Regions from separate parts of the Drosophila melanogaster genome. Here all the other regions are linked to region 2. Evidence: chromatin contacts called from public ChIA-PET and HiChIP or PLAC-seq data. All regions are on one chromosome and are shown on one strand. Each heading gives the region's core, a stretch centred on a gene start, on an enhancer-like site or on the middle of the called end of the contact. The rest is flanking DNA. Distances are from core to core; before and after follow the strand shown. Region 1 holds the start of spri (sprint). Region 2 overlaps spri (sprint). Region 3 holds the start of CG32687.

Region 1 (3,417 bases), core at 459-2,958, 43 kb after region 2:
CCGCAGGGTAGGGGAATGTACAGGTAGTGGGACACAGGTAATGACAATAAACATTCTCCACTTATCAGCAATCCGCTGATGCACGCACACAGAGCGAAAATTAGGGCACGTTTCACGCACACCACGGTTTTGGATATTATGTTAGATAATATAGATTATAATTGTTATACCATTTTGCTCTATTTATATATTTTTATATCTTAAGAATGCCTAATTAGTCAATAGTAATAGTAGACCTTGTTTGCTCTGTGCACTTGTGGTTAAGGAAATATTGAGATGATGTTGCGGTTTTGGTTTAGACTTGGAGCTCAGACTTAAGTTTTGGGTTTTTGCCTTTTGATTTTTCGTTTTTTTTTTTTGGCATGCGATAAGACTCGAGACAAAGCCAATTTCCCGCCGATTTCATTGGAAAGATATGGAGTATAGGGGGTTATACATATGTGCTAGCAACAGCTGATTAGCCATTTGAGCAATTTGCAGCACAATCCGTACACATTATCAAAATTTGAGCCGTTTATCATCAGGTGCGTGAAAGCAAGAGGGCGGTGCCCGATGAGGTGAGGAAATGACAACGGCGACAGGAATGCGAATGCGAATATACGAATGCGAATGCGATTGTATGTATGAATGGTATGTAGATGTACGATGGGTATATATGGTAGGTGCTATAAGGTGGCCTGCGAATACCTGGCCGATTAGCAATCCACTGTCAAAATGCATTGAAAGCGAAAGACGACACTAAAGGAAACAGGGACCAAGGGTGCAATGTACCGAGTGTGTAAACCGAAGAGAACCAGGCACAATGTAAAGAAATCCAACGCACTTTTGGCGAGAAAGACAAAAGAGCTTTTCACTCAGAAAAAAAAAAGAATAGTTGTACAGCAGTAATTATTACTATTTATTTAAAGTTAGGTTTTAATCTTTTTCCAAAGATATTGTACAAAGATTTAGTATGATAACCCAAACTGGGAGCAATTAATGGCCAATCCAAATTCACCATCTCGAGTGTGCACTGTATTTTCTTCGAGTGAAAGAAGGGCAAGCGATCAAGAGAGATAGAGTGAGAAGAGAGAGCGGGTGGAAGAGCGAAAAAAGGAGTCCGCGTGGTCGGTGAACTTGAACTTGTGAAAGGATGGGGGAACTACCGGTAAGTGGCTTTATGGATGGGCTACGATCATCACTTTCAATTAAATTACCAGGGGAACGCCAATGCCGCCAAAAGTCGCAACCCGGGAGCCTAGGAACTGGGAATCTCTAGTTCTGAAGATCTCAAGATCTCTGGAACCTGCTCCAATTTTTGTGCGCACTCGCACTCACTCGCCGACAAACTTCACTTCACTTTTCGCACTTAACTCGGCTGCTGTTGTTGTTGTTGTTACAAAACAATTAAATATAAATAACAACGTTGTAGCGCAAATAAAAAAAATTAAACAAAAAAAAATAAATAAAGACCGGGGGAAAAATATAAAAAAAAAGATGTGTATTTAATTGAGCGCGACACGCAGTGATCTTGTGCGACACAATATTATTTTACTTGAGTTGCAGCACAATTTCAATTCTCGCGATCGCCTTACGACTACGGGACTACGGCTTTACGGATTCCGAAGATTACGGGTTCAATTTCTTCTCCACAATTCTCCTTCAGCGAACGAACGAACGAACAACCGACCGACCGACCGACCGTTTGTGGCCGAGTGCGAACTCGAACTAAACTGAACTGAACTGAAGCCGCCGACAAAACGAAGATCGTCGCCGGCAGCAACAACTCGCTGCGATAATAGCAGCAGCAACAACAACAGCAACAACACAAGCAAAATTACGAGATGCGAAACGATGGCGCACAGTGGTCACACTCCTACTGAAAACTCTCCATTCAGTTGATGGATAATGTTAAAAGTTCTTTGCGCCACAAGATATGTATATGAATCTAAACTATTTATCAATAATAAAAGTATATTAAGAGGTATTTTTAACTTAACAGCACAATGGTCGAAGAGTTAAGGAAAGTTGTATCATATGTTTACAGAACATGTTAACAGCACTTTACTCCACAAGATATATGAAACCATGGAGTAATAGCTTAATAGTTAAACTATATTAAAAAAGAACTTAAACTTAACTCTATTGTGGTCACATGTCAGTCATAAGATCTTACATTTTTCAATATATTAATTACAACCATTTACCCAACCATACTAATTTATGAAAGTATAATATCAAAACTATAATATAATGTATTAAGCAAACTTTACGCTTACTCATAGATCATTGTTGTCACTGTGGTTAACATAGGTTGTAAGGAAGATAGCAAAGTTTTTAACTTTGTTAAAGAAATATTTAATATTAAAGTTTATTCTTCTGCTACTAAGTCAACTTACTGTATTAAAAGTTTCCTAAACTATTCTTTCCGTAAATTAACAATGTTTTAAAATGGAAATTACTATGAATGCAATGGATTGTTATATTGGTGTTTTACGGTTACAAAATTTTCTTTAAAAAAGCGCGGAGTTGGCAAAAAATAAATATTGCTCACCAAAGTGAATTATTAAACGGCAGGTGCTGATTTACTTTCGATTTTGGAAAAGGTGCTTGTAATTATCAAAAATTTATGCTGTCCCAATTTAATTAAACGTGTAATGCAAAATAAGCTTATATTGTTTAAAACAAGTTATAGCTGAAAGCCAAAGCTATGGCACATGGAAATCTAAAATGGTTGTTTTGCAATATATCAGTAATATTTTTTCACATGGTACTGCTGACCAAATCAATATTTCTTGCTGTAAAATGAGACTTTTAATTGTCGGAAAATTATGACACCCATAAATTTTAATTAGCAATCTGTTCTTTTTGTCTTTCGTTGTTTGGTTTTAGCTGGAAATTGAATGCACAGACTTTGGTTCACAATCTTAACAGATTCTCTTGAAAATTATCTTTTATCAGTTTTACTATCGTATATGAATAAGTATTTATATTAAAAGATATATTATTGTGCTTAACCCGGTTATATCTTGTTAAGAGGGCGACGTGTTTGTTTCGCTTGATTTGCAGCTTTGTTTGCTATGTGATCGCATTTTTTGCTCGCACTTATTAATTTTTTTTTTTTACAATTCACCTTGTATTGCCAGCCACAAACAATTTGAAAACGCGAAAACTGTCGATGACCGATAAGCAATTGTCGATTACCGATTAGCGTTTTGACTTCTGGAATTGGAAAGAAGCTTCTGATTTCTGATTTTTCACCTTTTTTTTAGCCCTTCCATTTCGAAATTCAGGTTTTCTTGACAGACCCCCATACCCGCCCCATTTGTCGTGTTGTTCTTCTTGTTGTTGTAAAGTGCCATTGTGTCGTGTCGTCGATCTCATTCGCAAATTATCTTTGTTTGCGAAATTGTAATTGTTTTTGCCGTGCACAATTCA
Region 2 (3,443 bases), core at 728-3,227:
AACATGCCACTTTCACATAAAGTGGCCAAAACAAAGCAACGAAATGTTGGCCAAAACCAACTGTTGTCAGGCAACAAACTTGCTGGTAAATCAATCGTTGAGTTAGCCTAAGCTATGTTTACCTGGCCTAGTGTCTTTGGGGGTATAGTTTATGGCCGCATAATACACTCCCCCGAAAATAAAACACGAGAAGTGGAAAAAATCGGGGTGCCAAGAGAAGGAGAAGTGCGGCAACGCCGCTCTCAAACTTCAACTTGGCCATGTGGCATGTCAATTTTTCCACCATTTGCGGCAATTTCTTTTCGTTTTTCGTGGCTCTTTTATTTGTGTTTATTGTGAGAAGACAAAAAAAAAAAAGCAAAAGGTTATGTCCCGCTCCTTTAATTCCGCCGGTTTCGTTGCCGTTCGTTTAATTTTATTGCCTAATTTTCAACTTTGATTGCTGCCACACCCCTCAAGCGAATGATAAAAATGAAAAGAAGAAAAACACTCCACCCTCATTCTCCTGTCACTTTCACGCCCGTTGACATTTCTAAGGCAGAGATTTTGGGTTTTCCCGCCACTTTCTTCCACCAGTTTATCTTTCAATTTTCGTCTGTCGAAGATAATCCATTTTTATATTTTATTTAGCATTTACGCTTGCATATTAAACGCTTCATTTAGTTCGCGCGAAAATATCATAAAGAAATTAACATTTTCCGCCTCCTTTGGGGAGAGGGAGGAAATTCGCGGCGGCGATGAGGAAAGCTCATTATCCCATTACCTGAGGGAAATCCACAAAAGGATCATTAACTACAATTTACTGCCGCTTTTGTGGCATAGAAAGTTGCTCTTGGCGCAGCGACAACAACATCTGTCTTGGGAAACTCCTAAATCTCAACCGGTATAAATAAATTGAGATATACTGCTATATATATTTGGACAACGATAGATAATTCAAGTCGAATGCGCCTGGTTAAGTAAATTGTAAAATTTAGCTAGCAGCTGTTTCTCTATTATTAAACGCTTTTAGTCACATTTCGATAGCTGGGAAAGCTAGTGGATTGTCAAATGCAGCTTCACAATTTGATTGCAATCAACATAAAAGTAATAAAAGTAAAAAATAAATAACTTTCAGCCACTGCGGTTTTGATATTCCATAAAAAAAAGGCCACTAAAAGCCTAACGATTCACGATTTTATCATTTGAGTGACATCTACTTTATTGAAAATGCTTCAAAAAGAAACAACAACAAAAAGCAAAAGTCAATTTTAATAACACTTAAAAGTTAAAATAATCGAAAATGAGAGAGCAAACATACTTTGATTTGTAAATTCTGTAATAATATTTCAATAAAGTATCAGAAACACTTTCAAATGGATTACAAACACTTCGTTGTTCGGTTTTCAATGAGAAATACTTTACGGATTATAAAAGTATCTTAAAGAACCACCTCTGCAACATATCTAGATATTAATTTAACCACAACTCATGTGGTCACCTGTTTTGTACGTGGGGTGCCAAGCTGTCGCAATGGATATACACATATATTTCGAGGGTTTGGGTTTGGGAATCGGCATGGGTTTGAGTTCGGGTTTGGTCCGACAACCACCCACGCACACAGATTGCAAGTTTATCTACGTATCTTACAGATAGACGAGCTCACTCATGGCGAACTCTATCAATAGCATCATCGGCAACAAGAAGTTGGCTTTGTCTTTCGCTGATTTTCATTCTGGTTTTTGTTTTCGATTTTGATTTTGAGTTGGTTGTTTGGTTGTTGGTGTTTCACCCTGTAGGCGGCTGCTTCCAGTTGGCTTCTTGGCTTGATTAAATATTGCCAACGACAACGGGGCCCAGTCGCGAGTTCAAGATGGGAAATGAACGTCGCGACTTCGTCATCGTCTGATGCCGCCTTTCAGCTACAATCTCGCATCTCTGGATCGCCCATTCCATCGGGTTTTTAGTTTTTAGCCCCCGGAATAGCCCCTCAACCGCGCAAAGCCACCGAAAACCCCCTGACAACCCACAATTTGCAGTGCGTCGTCAACGTCTGAAGTATATCTTGAACAAAACGCAAAGAAGATGCCAAGGCAGAAGTACAAAGAGCACGCGGAAGTGAGTTGAAAAAGACCAAAAAATTACAGCAAAACATAAAAAAAAACTGAACTGAGCTGATGCTTGTCATAGCCCCGCCCCTTTGCCTCTTTGCAACAAGTTTCAATTGAGAGATACTAAAAGATCGCAATTATATGAGTTGGAGACCCTGAAAATAAAGTTAAACGCTGCTTACAAGAGGTTCATGGATTTTCGGTGGCCACAGTGATTTTAATTTGCCCAAATAGGTTTTTAAATGATTTAATATCATTAATGAATTTTTAATGTTTTATTTACAACTCAAGCTCTTCGAGTCATAACGTAAGTTATGCATCAAAGGATAATATTTATAGTGTATTTCTAAATATATGCAAGAAATTCATTCAACTGAACTCTTAGGAAATCTGTCAATCAAAATTGTGAACCACTATTTAAAAACAATTTAAGCTGCACAAATCCTCTTATGTTTCCCCATCAAATTCTTAAACAATTAAATGAACGCCGATTGCTACAATTGCGATACGCATTGAAATCCCATTATTTCTCTGAGGAATTACGCAATGTACTATGTACATATGTATGTAAAACTTATTGAGATACCAGCGAGGAGTTTCGTAATCGCTTATTGGATGTAAGACTCGTAATGGGCACTACTGTTTCCTACAAAATGGGTTATGAATTCGAATAGAAGGGGAGACTCTGTTGATAAGACAGGTGGGTGCCCCTGCTCTTGGGAAAGCAAATGAATGAACGAGAACGAAAGTTGTTCAAATTGGCCCGCAGCTGATAACAAAATCGGGGGAAAAAATCAAAAAGGAAATGGGGAAACGTACGTATTCTCTTCCAAAGACTGCAATTTGTTGCTATTGACTTTTCAGTTGGCCTGCGGTTAAATTCATTATTTATCATCAGTTTGCTTTTCAAAATCTATTTGAATGTTTGTCCAGTAAATGCACAGTGAAAAAAAATATACAAATATGATGATATAAATATGGGAACTCGGGAAGCCTATTCTTTTTGTACTCTGTAGAATCTAGTCAGCTTTAACGTTATTAACAGATTCAATTGATAATTGATTCTTGCATCTTTTCTTTGTGCCTTCTGATTTGATATCTGCCTATTTGTCAGTGTAGATAAAGTTGTGATAGTGGAAGGGGGGAAACCACAACTTCGGGGAGCAGACAAACAAATTACAAAGAAATTGTCATTGTCGCTTATTTTTTTTTTGGGAGACATCATCGATTGACCGTCGATATCGAAGGCGCCAATCCTCCCCGCCTCATCGCAGCCCCCTGTTCGCCACATCGCAGAACTTTTCCAACAAATGCTTTCCCCTTATCGCTTTCAGGTGGCAACTTTGATTGGGT
Region 3 (3,224 bases), core at 383-2,882, 55 kb before region 2:
TTTGTCTGAATCAATCAGAAACGCAGATAAATGTGCCCACGAGCAAACCGAAAGTCAGCTGATACAAATTATTGCTTTTCAAGACGAAGCCAAACAAAAACACTTGGGCAAACAAACGATCGACTAGCACATACATACCTTTGCATCTTCCAGATATCCTTCGAGACGCTGGAGATCTTGTTACCGCCCAGATAGAGGTACTTGAGGTGGCGCAGCTCGGTGACCTGTTCCGGAAAGTGGGTTAATTGATTGCCACTCAGATTGAGCTCCTTGAGCGTGGAGTTGGTGCCACCGGTGGCATTGCCGTTGCCATTGCCATTGGCCATTTTGGTGAGCAGCGATTTGGGCAGCGAGGCATTGGTCAGCAGGTTATTCTTGGCTATCAGGGTGACCAGCGGCAGTTGGCAGACGGCATCCGGCAGCGTGGTGATTGCATTCGAGCTGAGATCCAGAATCTTCAGATTGCCGAACTGCAGCAGTAGACGGGGCAAGCCGACCAATCGATTGTGATTGAGCAGCATGGTCTCGATGTCGCCACTGGACTTGAGCAGAGCCTTCTGCGGCGAGGCCAGGTGATCCTCCAGCGTGACCAGGTCCAGGCTCATACGGCCAAAGTCCAGTGTCTTCTGCTCCCGCGAATCCGTGTCCGAACTGTCCGACGTGTACACCTCCATGGCTGATCTTCTCCTGGTGACTTGCTGCTCACTGGATTGACTGGACGCACGATCTCTTTGTTTACAACTGATCTGATCTCGAGATGATCCAAATCGAAACGCTCTCGCGCACACACAAAAAAAAACCGCAACGCAAACGAAAACAAAAAACAGATGTGAATGTGTATAGTATGGTGTGGTGTGGTGTGGTGCGGTGTGGTATGGGATGTCAGCGGAAAATATGAATTAATTTATATAAAAAACCGTCGCGACACTTGACGCTCGCACTGTTCAGCTCGCCCAGCGCGAATGCCAAGTGGTTTGGTTTTTGTTTCGCTTATGCGACGGCTAGCTTTTCAGTTCGGATCGCCAAGCCGACAGTACGACTTTATATTGAGTACTATATCACCTCCAAGCGATTGGATCTTCGGTTGGGTCTCAGATTGCCAATGCGCCAGCTAGGCGGTTTCTCTCGCTCTCACCGCACAGTGGGACAAAGTTCGTTATTCTGTGAAGCAATGTTAAGAAACATAATATTATGTACAACGTGACGGATGAGCGATATTTGACACACTTTAGTGTAAAGTAATCAGTAAGAATGGAAGCAAACAATAAATAAGGCTTACTTACTGAATATCATAATCAACATATGTATAATGTTCTGTAAGATTTCCGATTGTTTTGCCAAAACAAATAGATATGCAGACACTGCACCTGCTCACCCTCCGCATCCGAGGCGTATGCGTAATGCGATAACTAGCACGTTCTTGATTCTGGCTGGCTATAGTATGTGTAATATAACTAATACTGGTTCTGTTACCCTGGGCCAAAGGTACACGGATTTCGCGTGGGTGGCCCAAACAGTTGGAGTGCGTTTTGGGTGGGACAAGCGCTTATCGGTGGGAGGAAACAACTGGGTAGACCATACAGATGTCGTCTTACTTCTGGGCAGCCATATAAATACTTTTGACATTATCAATTATTTGACATTAATTATTTTATTGAATTTGTTTATGGTTTCCACTTTGTGCTGCAATTATAATACAACAATATAAATAGTATTAAAGCAAGTGGGATCCTTTGCTAAGAGGTTTTCCTATCTGAGAGTGAATAAAATATACGGGGAACCCGGATGTTATGGTTGAATAAACTTTATAAGGTGATTAGGTATTTATTACAATTGTATGAGACTTAACTTGAATGGGGTTATGTTAGGAAGTGGCTAAATTTTCACAAACAAATTATTTCAGCTAGGCAACTTTCATAAAAAACTTAATAGAAACTATTATTAAACTAATACAAATACTGCCATCAAGTTTTGTGAAAAGTAAAATACTTTTTTAGGAAGATGAAGTAACATACTGGATCAATCAAACTTTACAAATTAACCATAGCTTGGTAACAAAGTCTAGAAACTGCCACTGCGGTTTCAGCGCTTAAAGATCGAATCGATTGATCACACGAGCGCCGGGAGCTGAGCAAATTTTATGGCACACCGTCGACTGTGGCCCTTAATCCATTTCGCAACCTTACCACTTGGCCAACGAATAGGCCAATCGACCAATCACCAGTTGGTTATGGGACTTTCGTAAAGTTATCGAACAGCCCACTTCATCCGTGCAATCAATATATATTTACTCTCGTCAATCTTTTGTTTTTATTGCCCGCCTGACTTTCTGTACTTAGAGGCTTCTAATCAAAACATCGCACCGCCCCTTCTGGGTAGTCGTTTGTTTTTGCACGTTTCAAAAAAATGGGATCGCATGTGTTGTTTATCAACAAAATATGGTGGGAAAATGTTTTCATCATAAAGTTACGCGATCAACAAGGCTAAATGGTAGTTTGAAAGGATGCTGAAGAATTCGAGTGGTTAGCAATGGACTTTGGAAGCTATGTACGAGATAATTGAACTTTCGAAATGAAAACTTTAAGCTTATAGAGCTCCAGAGAAACTGTACTTCTGGAACTATGGCAAAAACTATCCCTATTTCTCCCTGTGCACCAATGTTTGGCTTCTTAATCTTCTTCTTCGCCAGGGGGGATGGGACCATTGGGGCTCTGGAACCATTTGGCCTGGCAATAATTGTTTATTATCGCGTCACTGGAGCTTTTTGTTGCTGTCGCTGTGTCGCGGTGATAAGAGCACACTCCAAATATCAAAAATCAAGAGCCGCTGCGATCGCGACTGGCCAGCGATGGCGATCGTTGCTATCTATTTATAATTAAACCAAAAATTTATGGCTTGCTCAAACTCCAATCTGTATCAATTTACAATTGTTGCACGAAAGCAAAACAAAGGAAAAGTTCTTAGACCATTTTCAAAAGTTATTAACCCAATTGGAGTCACAAGAATTCGGCGCGGAGAAAGGACATGCCTAAATCGGATCGAAGATAATTGAGAATTGGAATGTTGAATGTTTGGTAGATTTATGTACGTAGATTTAATTTCTGAACTAAGCAGTCAGAAAGACAAAAGATTAACAATTTTATTAATTACCCAGACAAGCGATCCCTATCTCTTTTTAGATGATCCAGTAAAATACTTTTTTTGGTAAATTTATTTTGTAAAAT

The links. ChIA-PET counts read pairs in DNA pulled down with a chosen protein or histone mark. HiChIP or PLAC-seq counts read pairs in DNA pulled down with a chosen protein or histone mark.
Region 1: a contact with region 2 is called in an RNA polymerase II ChIA-PET map of the S2 cell line, with 5 times the contacts expected there. The contact joins the promoter of spri here to the enhancer-like site in region 2. A contact is called at or near these places in 22 of 107 Hi-C or Micro-C datasets (the D17-c3 cell line, the Kc167 cell line, the OSC cell line and 10 more) and 4 of 6 datasets of contacts at active chromatin or transcription factors (the Kc167 cell line and the S2 cell line).
Region 3: a Psq HiChIP or PLAC-seq map of the Kc167 cell line shows a contact between it and region 2, with 4 times the contacts expected there. The contact joins the promoter of CG32687 here to the enhancer-like site in region 2. A contact is called at or near these places in 1 of 1 datasets of contacts at CTCF or cohesin (the Kc167 cell line), 11 of 107 Hi-C or Micro-C datasets (the Kc167 cell line, the S2 cell line, the Sg4 cell line and 4 more) and 5 of 6 datasets of contacts at active chromatin or transcription factors (the Kc167 cell line and the S2 cell line).

The regions. Positions count from the first base shown.
Region 1 is chrX:10,583,714-10,587,130 of dm6, forward strand. It overlaps spri (sprint), which reads right to left and starts at 1,709. Exons shown (of 11, transcript NM_001272487.1): 1 at 1,613-1,709; 2 at 1,197-1,360.
Region 2 is chrX:10,540,409-10,543,851 of dm6, forward strand. All of the region lies in intron 4 of spri (sprint), which reads right to left. Among named protein-coding and RNA genes, the nearest start is that of CG15296, 24 kb to the right of the region's middle. Within about 2 kb of position 1,978, at least 9 of the 39 cell types and tissues checked have an H3K27ac peak or open chromatin away from gene starts, as enhancers often do. A contact at or near this core is called in the D17-c3 cell line, the Kc167 cell line, the S2 cell line and 1 more, where this site is marked.
Region 3 is chrX:10,485,573-10,488,796 of dm6, forward strand. CG32687 reads right to left here and starts at 1,633. Exons shown (of 4, transcript NM_001272483.1): 1 at 1,284-1,633; 2 at 139-1,161. The coding sequence starts at 674.